3 separate regions of the Mus musculus genome follow, and all the other regions are linked to region 1. The links are chromatin contacts, called in public HiChIP or PLAC-seq maps. All regions are on one chromosome and are shown on one strand. Each heading gives the region's core, a stretch centred on a gene start, on an enhancer-like site or on the middle of the called end of the contact. The rest is flanking DNA. Distances are from core to core; before and after follow the strand shown. Region 1 holds the start of Cd276 (CD276 antigen). Region 2 overlaps Hcn4 (hyperpolarization-activated, cyclic nucleotide-gated K+ 4). Region 3 holds the start of Neo1 (neogenin).

Region 1 (4,158 bases), core at 380-2,879:
AGTGTCCCTTCACCACCCATCACGGTTGAGTTGGGAAGCTCATGGACACCTAGCCTGGTAGACACAGCAGAAAAAAAAAAAAAAAAAAAAAAAAAGACATCCTGTTTCAGGCAAGATGGAAGTCAAGGATTAATACCCAAGGTTATCCTCTGACCTCTACATGAGAGTCTTGGCTCAAGGGCAGGACCATGTATACAGGTTTTTTTTTTTTTTTTAATGCCAAATTTATATTTAGAAGCATAGACATAGCTATATTTGATCTCAGCACACAAATTCAAGGACATAGAATAGTTCTGCCTCTCCCTAAGAGCTGGGTGCCCTCGGGTGAGCTACTATAAAGCCTGTGTCTGAATCTCCTTATCTGCAAAAATGCGAGTAACAGCACTCACTTCACTGAATTTGGGGGATTAAAAGAGATAAATTGTGAAGAGCTTAAAATAGTAGCTGGCAGAAGCCGAGACCCGTGTGGATTCACGATTATTTCCTAAGCTCTCTCTGACAGCTGCTGTCACTTGGTTGCTAAGTCTGCAAGCAGTGCAAGGTTGGAGTCCCTTCTTTCCTTGAGTCTCAATTTTTTTTTTTCATCTGCAAAACAGAAATAATTTCTACCTGGTGGGACCCTTGGGAGATCTATGGAGGCCAGAGAGGAAAGCATGCTGCCTTCATTTGAGCCCACAGAAGGCCCTCTACGCTGTTGCTGTTTCCTGTCTGTGTAATGGACAGATACAAACACAGGTGAAGGGATGTTGGCAAATTCCAGACAGACTTAATCATCCTTTGCCCTCCTCTTGTCGCTGCCTGCAGCTAGATTTTTTTTTTTTTTTTTTTTTAAGGACATAGTGAAAGGGGATGGGGATAGATAGATGGCAAAGAAAGGGTTCAGGGTTGAGGGCACCCAGGCTTACTCTTCTCTACAGAACCTGGGCTAGCCAGCAGCTGGCATGCGGCTGGGATAAAAGGGTTGAGAGCAGCGTTAGTCCGGTTGCTGTGGGTGTAAGAAAACGAGGAAAACCATCTCAGTGGAAATTGCCCTGTGGTTGGCTCAGGCGCCCACGACACTGTATTTATAGAGAGCTCCCAGCAACTCGGAATTCTTCGCTGTCGAGTTAACCCTTTCCGAGCCGCGGTGCTGGCCTGGTGTCGAGGGGAGAAATTCTGGACTGAATGGGGACAGCTGGATTGCAGCGGGGCTTGGAGCCAGCAGTTCCGAGGGTGGGAGTGGTCAGTGGCCGGTCACCTGTCCCCTCTCACCGAAAAAGAAACTTCGGCTCTTGGAAGTGCTAGGATCCGTGTGGGGGATGGGCAGCGAGTAGCCCAACACCTCCTCCTCCTCCTCAGAGTACTGGGTCTTCCCCCGTCGGGGTCCAACAAGGGTCTGGGTCGGGGCGGGTCCAGACCCCGGGCCCTGCCCAGCAGGCGGGCTCAGGCTTCACCCTCGGATCTCGCCGCAGGGCCAATCCAGCCTCTGGGGCGCACCCGGGCGGCTTTTCCGGGCCCCCAGCTTCCTCTGGCCGTCCCGCCCCTCACTCTCGCCCCCGGCCCCAGTCTGGCCGGGCCTCGCGGCGGCGGCGGCACCAACAGTGGCGGCGATTGGGCTGCGCCCCGCCGCGTCCCCGAGTCCCGGGAGTCGGCGCGGCGCGGTGAGTGCTTGCGTGGCGCGGGGCGGCGTGGGCTGCTGGGTCCACCTTTGTGTGCGGCGGCGCCTGGACTGCACGCGCTAAGGCGCCGGGTGCAAGGAGCTGGGAACTCCGCGGCCCTTACCCGCAGGGCACCGGCACCCTGATCCACGATGACCGCTGGGGCTCTAGGGTCCGGAGTAGCTGAGAGCACCCCTGCTTGGCCGCTCCCTCCTCGGGGGGCTGAGACCCGCTGGGATTTGTGGGATCTGATGACTCCCAAGTCTGGGGCTTGTGGGGCCCGAAACGGGGTGGGTGACTGATTATTCAGGCCCTGGGTGTGGAGTAGGGATGCAGGCAGGTAGGTCACTGGGTTGATGGTTCTTGAAGCTTAAGGAAGCTGCTAGCCAAGACTGGAAGGGAGGCATTCTCCGGACTTTGAGGAAGAAAACACCATGAATGCCAGCTCTGAAAGGGGAAACTGCGGGGGAGGGGAGCACGAGGTTAGGTGGTCCCCTGTTCTTGGATCTGAATGGTGAAGAGGGACCAGGTCTGCAGAAGAGCACGAGGGAACAGGTTCTGGGAATAGCTTTAAAGGCTCCTTCGAAAAATAAAAGACTGAAGAGGAAATGGGATGGGACAGTTTGGGCTGTCTTAGGTAAATGGAGATGGATGGAGAGGAGGTCTGAAGGAAGGTAGGGAGAGGCTGGAGGACCAGGGTGGCACATAGAGACGAGAAAATTGAATCCGGCTCTCCAGGGCCCTTTCTTACTAGGCCCCAGTCAACCAGTCGCAGATTTCGGAGCTTGAGGCAGTGGCCTGGCAGAAAGGGAGTTTTATTTCCAAGCCAAACCTGTCCTAATGAGAAATGTATGGTGGGTGACTCAGACCTGAGAGCTTATCACTGAAGGGAAATATTAAGCAAACATTAGACCCGAAGTTTGTATGTGCGTGACCGGGGTTTTGTGTATGTGTCGGGGAGACACCTACTTAATTGTGAAAAATTATTTCCCTTCAAATTGATTGTGGGCCATCTGTAAATGAATAGTGATTAAATTAAAACCCAAATCCTTAAAAAAAAAAGTTTGGGTTTTTTGTTTTTGTTTTTATTTTTGTTTTTTTAAGATAGTACCTCACTATAGATTTGGCTGACCTTGAACTCACATAAATCTACCTGCCTATGTCTCCCAGATGCTGGGACAAAGGCATGCACCACCAGGCCAGCTCAAAGACTTTTTTTTTTTTTTTTGAGTGTGTAGTAGTTACTTTCAGTTTGAGATGCCAATGAAAGTGTCTGAACAGTTTGAGAGCTATTTATTTAACTGAGCCTCCTTTCTCATTCCCTTTGTCCTCCCAGAAGTCCCTAGGACTCCTACTGTTTAGCAACAACGACATTCTGAGTAGTTTGGGGACCTGTAAATAGGTGAATCTGAAATCTGTACTTGAAATTGAAACCTAAACCTGTCTTATGGGCTTGGTTGACTGATGGGCAGGCCAGGTGTGGAGGGCTGGGGAGCTAAGGGCTATGGAGTGGTGGTCTACCCTTCCACCTTGCTTGGGAATGGGAATATTTTGGAGGTGTGTGTTTTCTTTGGTAGCTGGTGTTCTTAGTCTTCAGCACTAACTCTTGGTTAACTGTGGCCCGTGGACGTCTTCCCCCGTGTTACAAATACATCACCGTTAGCTGACACAGGGTCCTGATATCAGTGCCATTTTCATTGTGTGGCTGGGAAGGTAGCTCAGTTAGTAGAGTGCTTGCCTAGCACCCATGAATCCTGAATTGGATCACCAGCCACCAGCGATGCACAAACTGGTCATAGTGGCTCATGGTGGTAACCTCAGTGTTTAGAGGTAGAAGCAGGAGGACCAGAAGTCATCCAAGGCTACATAGTTCAAAGCTCGCCTGAGATACACGAGACTTCAGTCAAAAGGAAAAGAAGAAAGAAGTTTGCATACTACATCACCACTTTAGGTTAACACTGTGAATATCCGTTTTGCCCAAAGTGTCATGAGGCAAAGAAACCATAAAGAGGGATAATGTTTGCCCATGCACAGAGTAGCTCTAGTGATGAGTTTGTTGGTCCCATGACTGGTCTACAGGGGTCTGTACTGTCCTGCATATGTGGTGTCTTCTTCCTGCTTACAGAGTATTGCTCATGCACTCCAGACTTCGCTACAAGAGGACATCTTGTAAGGGAAGAAGCCTAGTTTCTGAGACGAGTTGGGATTTTTTTTTTTTAGCCCAGTTCTCTTCCCCATTTCTGGCCCCTTAAGCTCTGTCCAGGCACCTGATGGGAACAGGGTGGTTGAATGTCCAAGATGCTCAGATGCCTAGCAGCTGGGTGCCTGGCATCTGGGCTGGAGGCTTTCATGTTTATCTTCAGAACAGTTATAGAAGTGGTGGCCTTTCAGAACAGTTCTCTGGGGAGGCAGCATCCTTATTCTGGAGAGGCCACTACTGAAGCTTTCTGCAGGAGTCACCCTCCCCTCAGTGCTGACCTCTAGAATTCACTCTTTTTGGTGGGATTTAGGTTGGACACCA
Region 2 (4,383 bases), core at 300-2,799, 300 kb before region 1:
GCTGTTGCCTTTGGGCCTTGTCTGCTCCCCCCTCCCTCCCTCCCTCCCTCTCTCCCTCTAGTGCTGAGTATTAAAATAGTCTATAAAAGCAAGTGACCAAAAATCTATAGCTCTAAGAATACCTGGTTATTTTCTGCTGTCTTTTTGTTTTTCTGGGGTATGTTTTTTTATGGTTATTATTGTTGTTGGTATATCTCCTAATCACAGTTAAACCTGAAGGAAGAAAGGAGCAAGAAAAAGAAGAGGGAGGGAGGGCCCAGCTCATAAATTAGACGGCAGTTTGGAGCGTACTGGCTCAGACCTAGCGCCAGGTTCCCTCTGGGGTGCAGCAGTAGTCAGAGGGGGCCCTCCAGAAGAGGCGGCTCTTGCCCCAAACAAAGAAAGTGGGGGTGGCAAAGAACCTGAGGATGTCTTCCGAGGCAAAGTGACATGTTGGCCTGGGATGGCACCATATGGCCTTCCAGGAGGCCCAAGGCCCCCACTACTCCCACTGCCACCCCCAGCTCTGGGGTAGAGTGAGAAGGCAGCCACCGACTCCCCTGAGGAGTGAGGCGAGGCCCTGCGGAGAGTCTGTGCCCCATCCTGGGGGAGGGCTGGCTGAGAGGCTGAGATGAGCTTCAGGTCCTGTGTGAGGCGGCCAGGGGTGAGGGGTGGTGTGCCCCTGCGCTGTGGGACCTGGGGAGGTGGAGGGCTGGATGCAGGTGGCAGGAGCAGGGAACCATGGGAGCCAGAGGCCCGGGGTGGGGCACTCGGGAAAGTTCTTGGGGGCCCCGGGCTGTGGCCCGGAGGACTGAGGCCTCCTCGGGGGGTAAAGGCTACAGGAGAAGCCCCTCCAGAGGCCCCTGCCATGAAGGATGGTCGCTCAGGCCGTGGGGGTGTCTCTGGTGTACTTGATGGACCAGCTGCCAGACCTAGGGACAACTCTCCAGGAGGCTGGCCCAGCTGCCCAGGGCTGGATGATGGTGACCTGGAGGAGGGTGGGGGCGGCAAGAAGTGCTCCAGGAGTCCCAGACCTCCTCGGGCCCCAGGCAGTGGGGGTGGTGGCTGGGCAGCCTGTGGAGAGCGAGCGCCTGGTTGCAGTGGGGTGAGCAGCGGGGAGTCAGAGGATGACAGGGAGCCACCCAGCGCCTTGTGAAAGTGGCCGAACCCAGTGGTGGAGGCGGCGGCGGCAGTGGAGGTGGAGGGTGTGGGGGCTGGTGGGGAACCGCAGGCTCCTGGAGGTGGGGAAGAGCTAGAGGAGGGCAGGAGAGGGCTCAATCCAGGAGGTGCAGAGAATCCAGCCAGCTGTTGGATGTGGAAGGAGGATGAAGACGGTGTGTCCACCTGTGAGGGGCTGCTGGCGGGTGAAGCAGAGCCCAGAGCTGAAGGGATCAAGGACTGCAGCCTCCTTGGGTGCCTCGGTGTCTGTCCAGCCCCAAGGTTGCCCAGCCCAGGTCCGGGAGGGGGCCGGAAGATGGCGGCGGGCAGGCGGGGGTGGTGTGTGAGGGCTATGGCCACCGAAGTAGTAGCAGCAGCAGCCTGCAGTGGCGCCTGGATCAGCGGGGTCCATATAACAGGCGTGGGGGTTGGGGTGGCTGAGGCGGCAGCCTGGACGCGGTGAGCACAGTGGGCCATCTCACGGTCATGCCGCACGATCTGCTGGATGATCTCGTTCTCTTGGTAGTTGAAGACGCCTGAGTTGAGGTCGTGCTGCACCTTGTGGAGGAGGATGGAGTTCTTCTTGCCTGAGCCATAGAACAAGAGCCAGACACTCAGGCCACGCCCAGGAAAGGAGACTTGGAGTCTGCATGCTTGCCGCCCTGCCCTCCCGCCTGCACATCCTGCTCCTCACCTATGCGGTCCAGGCGGTCCAGCGCAACCGTCTCGAAGGCCCTCCGCATCATGGGATACTCCTCCAGCACCTCATTGAAGTTGTCCACGCTCAGTGAGTAGAGGCGGCAATAAGTATCCGCTCTGACGCTGGCTGTGCGCCGACCCCGGGTCAGCAAGCAGATCTCTGTGAGCACAGCAGGGCTCAGGGTCAATCCGACAGGAAATTTCCAGGCCTCCCAGAGCTGCGTGATTCTGACCTTAGTCTCCACTGGTAGTTGGTACAATGAACTCACTAGGCTGCCTGATAGGTTGTAGTCATACTGGGTACCAGCAGCACCCCTATCAACTGGGTGTCTAGTTGTTTCTCTCTCTGGGGCCAACCCCTGGTCTCAAGGTGATCTGGAACTTAGAGGTGGGGCTTTGGGAGGTGATTCATACCTTTATAGAAGAGGCTAGAGAAGGGGCAAGTCAGATGGCTCAGCAGTATGGCACTTCCGGGCCAAGTCTGATAACGTGAGTTGGATACCCAGGACCCACATGGTAGGAGAGACTTGACTGCCCAAGTTGTGCCCTAACCTCTACACGGGCATGGTGGTATGTGGGAATAGGTAGGTATGGTTGGGTATATGCAGGCTCAGGCATACACGCAAATATAATAGAAGAAGCTAAGGAAACAACACAAGTGCTCTTCCTGCCATCTGAGACAACAAAACCACAACAGTCTACCACTAAGAGAACCCTCAATGGAACCTACCACACTTGCACCCTGGCCTGTGACTCCCAGCCTCCAGAGCTAAGAATCCAGTTTCTATGGTTTATAAGCCACCAGTCTTAAGTACTCTACTAAAGCAGACTGCACAGACAGACACCCCTATACTGGCCTCACAGATGCCCAGGCTGTGGCTATAAAGGGTCCCTCCAAGCTTCTGATCTTAGGGTATCCCTCTAGCTTAGCTCCCAGTCACCCATGTTCTCCTGGGGCCCCCTGGCTGTCTCACCTCCAAAATAGGAGCCATCAGCCAGCTTGGTCTCTTTGTTGCCCTTAGTGAGCACGCTGACCACGCCGTGCTGGATAAAGTACATCTTCTTGCCGATGGTGCCTTCGCGGATGATGTAATCCCCAGGCTGGAAGACCTCGAAACGCAACTTGGTCAGCATGGATGTCACAAAGTTGGGATCTGCGTTGGCAAACAGTGGCATGGATGCCACCAGCTTTCGGCAGTTAAAGTTGATGATCTCCTGCTCCACGTACAGCAAAGGTTGGGACACAAAGAAAGAAGAAGGTCAGGGAACTGTGTGCCAGCGAGGCCTGGCACCGCCACCACCCACCCAGGCTGTCTGCAGCTCACCTCTCGAAGTGGCTCACTCAGCTCACCCAGGATGCTTTCCTCATCAAACATCTTGCCTTGGTAGCGGTGTTCATAGTAGTCATGGATGCGCTGTCGGGTGTCAGGCGGGAGCTTGTGGAAGGACATGTACTGCTCCACCTGTTTATACTGAGACGGGGGAGAGAGACAGGAGTCACCTCCAGGCACCCCAGGCTGGTAGCCAGAGGCACACTCCAACCCTGGGGCTTTCTTAGCTAACTTGGGCTCAATGTAATGTAAGCACACGGTACCCAAAATAATGGCCCTGACTCCCAGCTCTGCGGGGTGATGGAGGTAGGGAGAAAAGGAAGGAGGCTTCCATCCATGGTTGGTCCTCACCATGCCCAAAACTATAAAGATGAGTGGGAACAGGGCTGACTATAGCCACAATGACTAGGAGGGTGGGGTTAACTAGTTTCCTCTAAGCATATTGGAGTCACCAACTCCTGCCAGGAGAAATAGGCCCAGTAACAGACAGAGCTGCAATGGGGCACAATACAGGAAGTGCAAGTGAGAACACCTGACTCTTTGCAAGCTGTGTCTGTAGATAGATATGGCCTCAGCTGAGACCTTGAGATTTGGTGGTGGTGGTGGTAGTGGTGATGGTGGTGGTGGTGGTGGTTTTGTTTTTGTTTTTTTGACACAGGGTTTCTCTGTGTAGAGTCCTGGATGTTCTGCCTGAAACTCACTTTGTAAACCAGGCTTGCCTCCAGCTCATGAAGATCTGCCTGCCTCTGCCTCTCTGCCTCTCTGCCTCTCTGCCTCTCTGCCTCTCTGCCTCTCTGCCTCTCTGCCTCTCTGCCTCTCTGCCTCTCTGCCTCTGCCTCTGCAGGGACTCAAAGCATATACCACTTCTCCCGGCTGAGTTTTGTTTGCTTGTTTGTTTGTTTGTTTAACAGCAGCCCAGTAGACAGGCCTGGCAGGACAGTAGCCTCCTGGCCAGCCATTGTGACAGAGGCAGCCTGCACATTTGGAGTTGTGTTTTGGAGAAATGCCTCTCAATAAACAGATGGAGGAACACCAGGCAGGACTTAGAAGGCTGCTGGAGTCGCCTAGGGAAGAGATGGGGTGGGGGTGGGGTAGAGAGGTAAGACGTTTCAGAAAGATTTTTAGGTAAATCCACAAGACTTACCCAAGAATAAAATAAGGGAAAATCTTGAAGACGTCACAAGCAGCTTCAGTCTGGTTGTGGTGTAACAGACCA
Region 3 (4,000 bases), core at 305-2,804, 480 kb before region 1:
TCCCTCTGTCTTAGATAGTCCAAAATTAACATTTGCAAGGCAATTTATAGTTTCCAAAGAGCTTCTCTCATCAATTATCTCAGAAAACTGAATAACGATGTGATTATTAAAGGTTAATTAAGCAAATACTTGTGAAGTAATTGGGAGGTAATCTATTTCTAATTTAACAGGTCATCAGGGGTATTTAGGAAATATTTTTTCTGGTTAATAACTCTAACCAAAACAAGATATTTAAATGGTTTCCCTAGTGGAAAACAATAAGCGAGTGTTTGCTCTTTTAAACCAATTGTTTCAAAGAGCCAGGGGAAGGGAGGGCTCCTAATTTCACTGTTTTAATGAGGTTTCTGAGCTCTTCATTCCCCACGTCAATCCATGCCTTATTTTGGAACTTTGGAATAAAATAAGATAAAATAGCAAGTGACTAGAGAAGGCATGGTGTGTGTTAGAAAAAGAAATGTCTTTTTTTGCTGGACACATCTTGGATATTGACTATACGCAGAAGGGCAAATAAAAATCCAACTCCTATCAACAACCCAACATGACTAAGTGAAGAACCAGGGTAGAACAGTATGGGCACTCTCGCCAGCAGACTACAGACTGTTTTCTCCTAACTTTGGGTAGCTCGATCCTCAGTAGTACCAGGAGGTTGAAAAACCAATTCCCGCGTGCTCCGCGTTTACTGTCGAGAGACACTTTGGATCTCAAGTACAAAACTGCAAAGTGACCATCCAGGGCCTAGGTAAAAGGCTGCAGTGACTGCAGAGAATTAGCCCCGGGGAGATTGAGTCACGGGGTTGGGTCCTGGCCTGGGCACGCGATGGAGTGGACTCCCCGCACCTTTGTCTGAGCCGGAGCCGAGTGTCTCAGTGGGGACGCGGGGCACCACGGTCCCGGCGGGTCGGGTACCGCCCGAGAGGAAGCCAGAGGTCGGCGCAGTGCGATCGGCCCCCTCCCACGGGAACCGCGCCAGGTCCCCAGCAAGAGCCGGGCGGCCTGCTATTGTTTTTGGCGAGCACATAAATCCGTGCGCCGACCCTCTGCGAACCCAGGTTTCCTCCCGGAGGCCATTCGGTTTCCTCTGAGGCCCTATATAGAGGCCCGGGGCAGAGAGGTGCGCGCAGGCTCGCGGCCTCCGTGAGCAGCTCCGGAGTCCGTGCGGCTCTGCCTCAGGTCTCCGTAGCCTTTGAAGCGGTCCGCGGAGGTGAGGGGAAATCTCTCCCGCGGGTTAGGAGCGGGAGGCGGGAGGCGAAGGAGGCGGATCGCTTCTCCGGGGTTTCCCTGACGCCAGCAGCAGCAGCAGAGCCCGGCGCGCGCGCCCCGCGCCCGTGCCCGTCTCCCGAGAGCCAGAGGGGGGAGGGGAGCGGGCCCGCCGCCTGCCCCTGCGCCAGCTCGGCTCCACCGCCGCGGCTGCCCGCGAAGCGACCGCCGGGATTGGAGCCCGGCAGGCCGCGGGGCGCGAAGAGGGTGCTCGTGGGGAGGGAGGCGCGCGTGCGCGGCTGTGAGCGTGCGCGGCACGGCGCGCTCCGGCGCCCGCCCCCCACCCCGCGGTCTCCGCCCCCCTCGCTCTACCGTGAGGAGCCCGAGTCGGCGGCGGGTGGCGGCGCCTGGAACCTGGAGAGACCGAGCCACCCCCCGGCTCTCGGCCGGAATGTACTGATTCTCCTCTGCTCTCCTCCCCGCCCCGCTGCAGGAGGGAGGCGCCCGGAGTCTTTCCCCCTGGGCGCGCGAGGGGGCCGCGCGGGCCGGGCCGGGCCGGGCTGGAGCCGAGCCCTGCGGCGCAGAGACCGGCTGAGGCGCGCTGAGGGAAGGGCGCGAGCGCTCCGCGGCGCTATCGCCGCCGCCGCCGCCGCCACTCGTGGGGTAGAGATGGCGGCGGAGCGCGAAGCCGGGCGACTCCTCTGCACCTCCTCCTCCCGGCGCTGCTGTCCGCCACCGCCGCTGCTGCTGTTGCTGCCGCTGCTGCTGCTGCTCGGACGCCCGGCGTCCGGCGCCGCGGCCACGAAGAGCGGCTCCCCGCCGCAGTCCGCAGGTAAGTCGGGCCGGGCCCGGGACGCCGTGGGGGCTGGGGCGCGGCACCGGCTCCCGTGGCCGCTGCGGTGGGTTTTTGTTGTTGTTTAGGATCCAGAGGGGAACGTGCGGGAACTTTTCCTCCTCGGCTCCCGTTGCTGGAGAGAAAAGGGTCTCGCGTGGTGGAAAGCGGAGCAGGCAGGAGGGGTTCCTACCGGGGGAGGGGCGCCTCCGGGATCCGGGCCGGAGCTCTGGGGTCCAGTTCTGCGCTTTGTACCGGGAGGCAGGTTCACCCCTCGCCTCTTTCCCCTCCCCCAGGCTCATCCCACTTGTAAGAGTGGGACATTCTTGTGCTCACACAAGCACCAGTAGAGGCCACTACACACCTCATTAGATAAACAATCGTACAGCCAATTCATTAATTTTCAGGAAGGGATGGAGGAGGGGGCTTGAATTCATTCTCTTCACCCTCCATCCCCCTCGGCCATGGGTTGCCCAGCTTCTGAAGTCCAGGGAAGCGCTGTCGGATCTCGAGGGACTCTTCGCTCAGTGATTGGAGCCTGGGTCTTCAGGAGAGGGGGTGCTAAGGGGCATACTAGCCCCTTCATGATCAGATCAGTGGTGTTGACTTAGCCTTGTGGACGCCTTGGAGAGCGGCTCCAAGTGATTCTGTGAAGTAGTGCCTCTTTACTAGGGATTTAACTATATTTCTATGTAACCCACTCTCAACTTCTGAAAAATTTCAGACATCGGATTTTTAAGGATTTGTCTAATTGTCTCTATGTGACTATATATGTATATGTGTGTGTATACACACACACACACACACATACACATATATACACATATATGTGTATATATATTCAGCATCTTTTTTTTTTCTGTGTGTTTCATGCATTCCTGGAGTCACCAGCATTCTTACATATTTAAGGGTGCCAATTGACACATCGCCAAGCCTCTGATAGTTGAGCAGGGTTCACTCGGCTCTTGAAGAGCAAATTGACATGTGCTTTGCTAACCTCGTTTACCTAAGGTGGTGTGCCATATAACTTGAAGAAACTTTCACTCACTTTGTGGAGATTTAGATTTTTAATACGAAGGTCACCTGATCAGACACAATGGCAACTTGTAATTGCTAAACCAAAAACGTGTTTCCCTCTGATTGTTATGAAATCATTAAAATCACTTCGAAATGTGATTTGCTGATAAAGTTTGTTATTTTGCATTTTGTGTGTATGTGTATAGAGCTCACAACTTGCCAGTGTTAACAGTTTTAAACCCACACTAGTATATATTATTTAAGCTGCTAAACAGGAGTGTTAATGTTAAGTTAGGATCACTGATGTGATAGGCATTTGCACATTTATCTTGTACAAAGTTTGGGGCACAGTTTTCAGACCTTCAGTGTAAGTACCTGAATAGTTTCTTTTCATGGGAATGGGAAAGAGAAATGTATAAATTTTGGAAAACAAGTTCCTCTTTTTTTTTTAAATTTCTTATGAAAATTTATATACAGCTGATTGTATGTGTATTTGAGGTCATAGCTGGAGTTTGTGTTTAAAGTTTTGGCAGAGACTTTTTAAAGTTAACAAAAGCTTAAACAATGCTAGAATTTAGAAATTTGTTTTACATTTTATTATTCTGTCTGTCTGTCTGTCTGTCATGCGTGTGTGTTTGTGCCTGTGCCATGGCATGCTGTGTGCTAGTCAGAGGACATCTTCGGAGGAGTCACTACTCTTTCCAGCATGCAGGTCCTGGGGAGTGAACTCAGCTCCTCAGGCTTGGAGGCCCATTAAAGCAGTCACTTAGAAAGGGATCTTAACGTCTGCTTTAGCATGAATTCAATCAGTGAGGTTTTATTTTGCAATGATGAGATGGGAGACATTTGCTCTCTGCCTTTATGGAGTTGGCAGTCCAGCATGTAGGTAGGGACCATAGCTGCTCAGCTAGAATTACATAGTTAAGTGATTGTGATAAGCACTGCAAAATAGAG

The links. HiChIP or PLAC-seq counts read pairs in DNA pulled down with a chosen protein or histone mark.
Region 2: an H3K4me3 HiChIP or PLAC-seq map of embryonic forebrain shows a contact between it and region 1, with 5 times the contacts expected there. The contact joins the enhancer-like site here to the promoter of Cd276 in region 1. A contact is called at or near these places in 6 of 39 promoter capture datasets (the HPC-7 cell line, frontonasal cranial neural crest, liver and 2 more), 3 of 484 Hi-C or Micro-C datasets (CD8 T cells and embryonic stem cells) and 16 of 115 datasets of contacts at active chromatin or transcription factors (the NIH/3T3 cell line, SST interneurons, T-cell acute lymphoblastic leukemia and 11 more).
Region 3: a FOXA1 HiChIP or PLAC-seq map of pancreatic cancer cells shows a contact between it and region 1. The contact joins the promoter of Neo1 here to the promoter of Cd276 in region 1. A contact is called at or near these places in 1 of 39 promoter capture datasets (the HPC-7 cell line), 1 of 484 Hi-C or Micro-C datasets (embryonic stem cells) and 2 of 115 datasets of contacts at active chromatin or transcription factors (embryonic stem cells and pancreatic cancer cells).

What each region holds. Positions count from the first base shown.
Region 1 is chr9:58,552,504-58,556,661 of GRCm38.p6, reverse strand. It overlaps Cd276 (CD276 antigen), which reads left to right and starts at 1,629. Exons shown (of 8, transcript NM_133983.4): 1 at 1,629-1,640.
Region 2 is chr9:58,856,642-58,861,024 of GRCm38.p6, reverse strand. Hcn4 (hyperpolarization-activated, cyclic nucleotide-gated K+ 4) reads right to left here. Exons shown (of 8, transcript NM_001081192.3): 5 at 3,162-3,308; 6 at 2,811-3,051; 7 at 1,832-1,996; 8 at 1-1,724. The coding sequence ends at 262. Among named protein-coding and RNA genes, the nearest start is that of Hcn4, 36 kb to the right of the region's middle. Within about 2 kb of position 1,549, at least 10 of the 459 cell types and tissues checked have an H3K27ac peak or open chromatin away from gene starts, as enhancers often do.
Region 3 is chr9:59,033,995-59,037,994 of GRCm38.p6, reverse strand. It overlaps Neo1 (neogenin), which reads left to right and starts at 1,554. Exons shown (of 28, transcript NM_001042752.1): 1 at 1,554-2,029. The coding sequence starts at 1,867.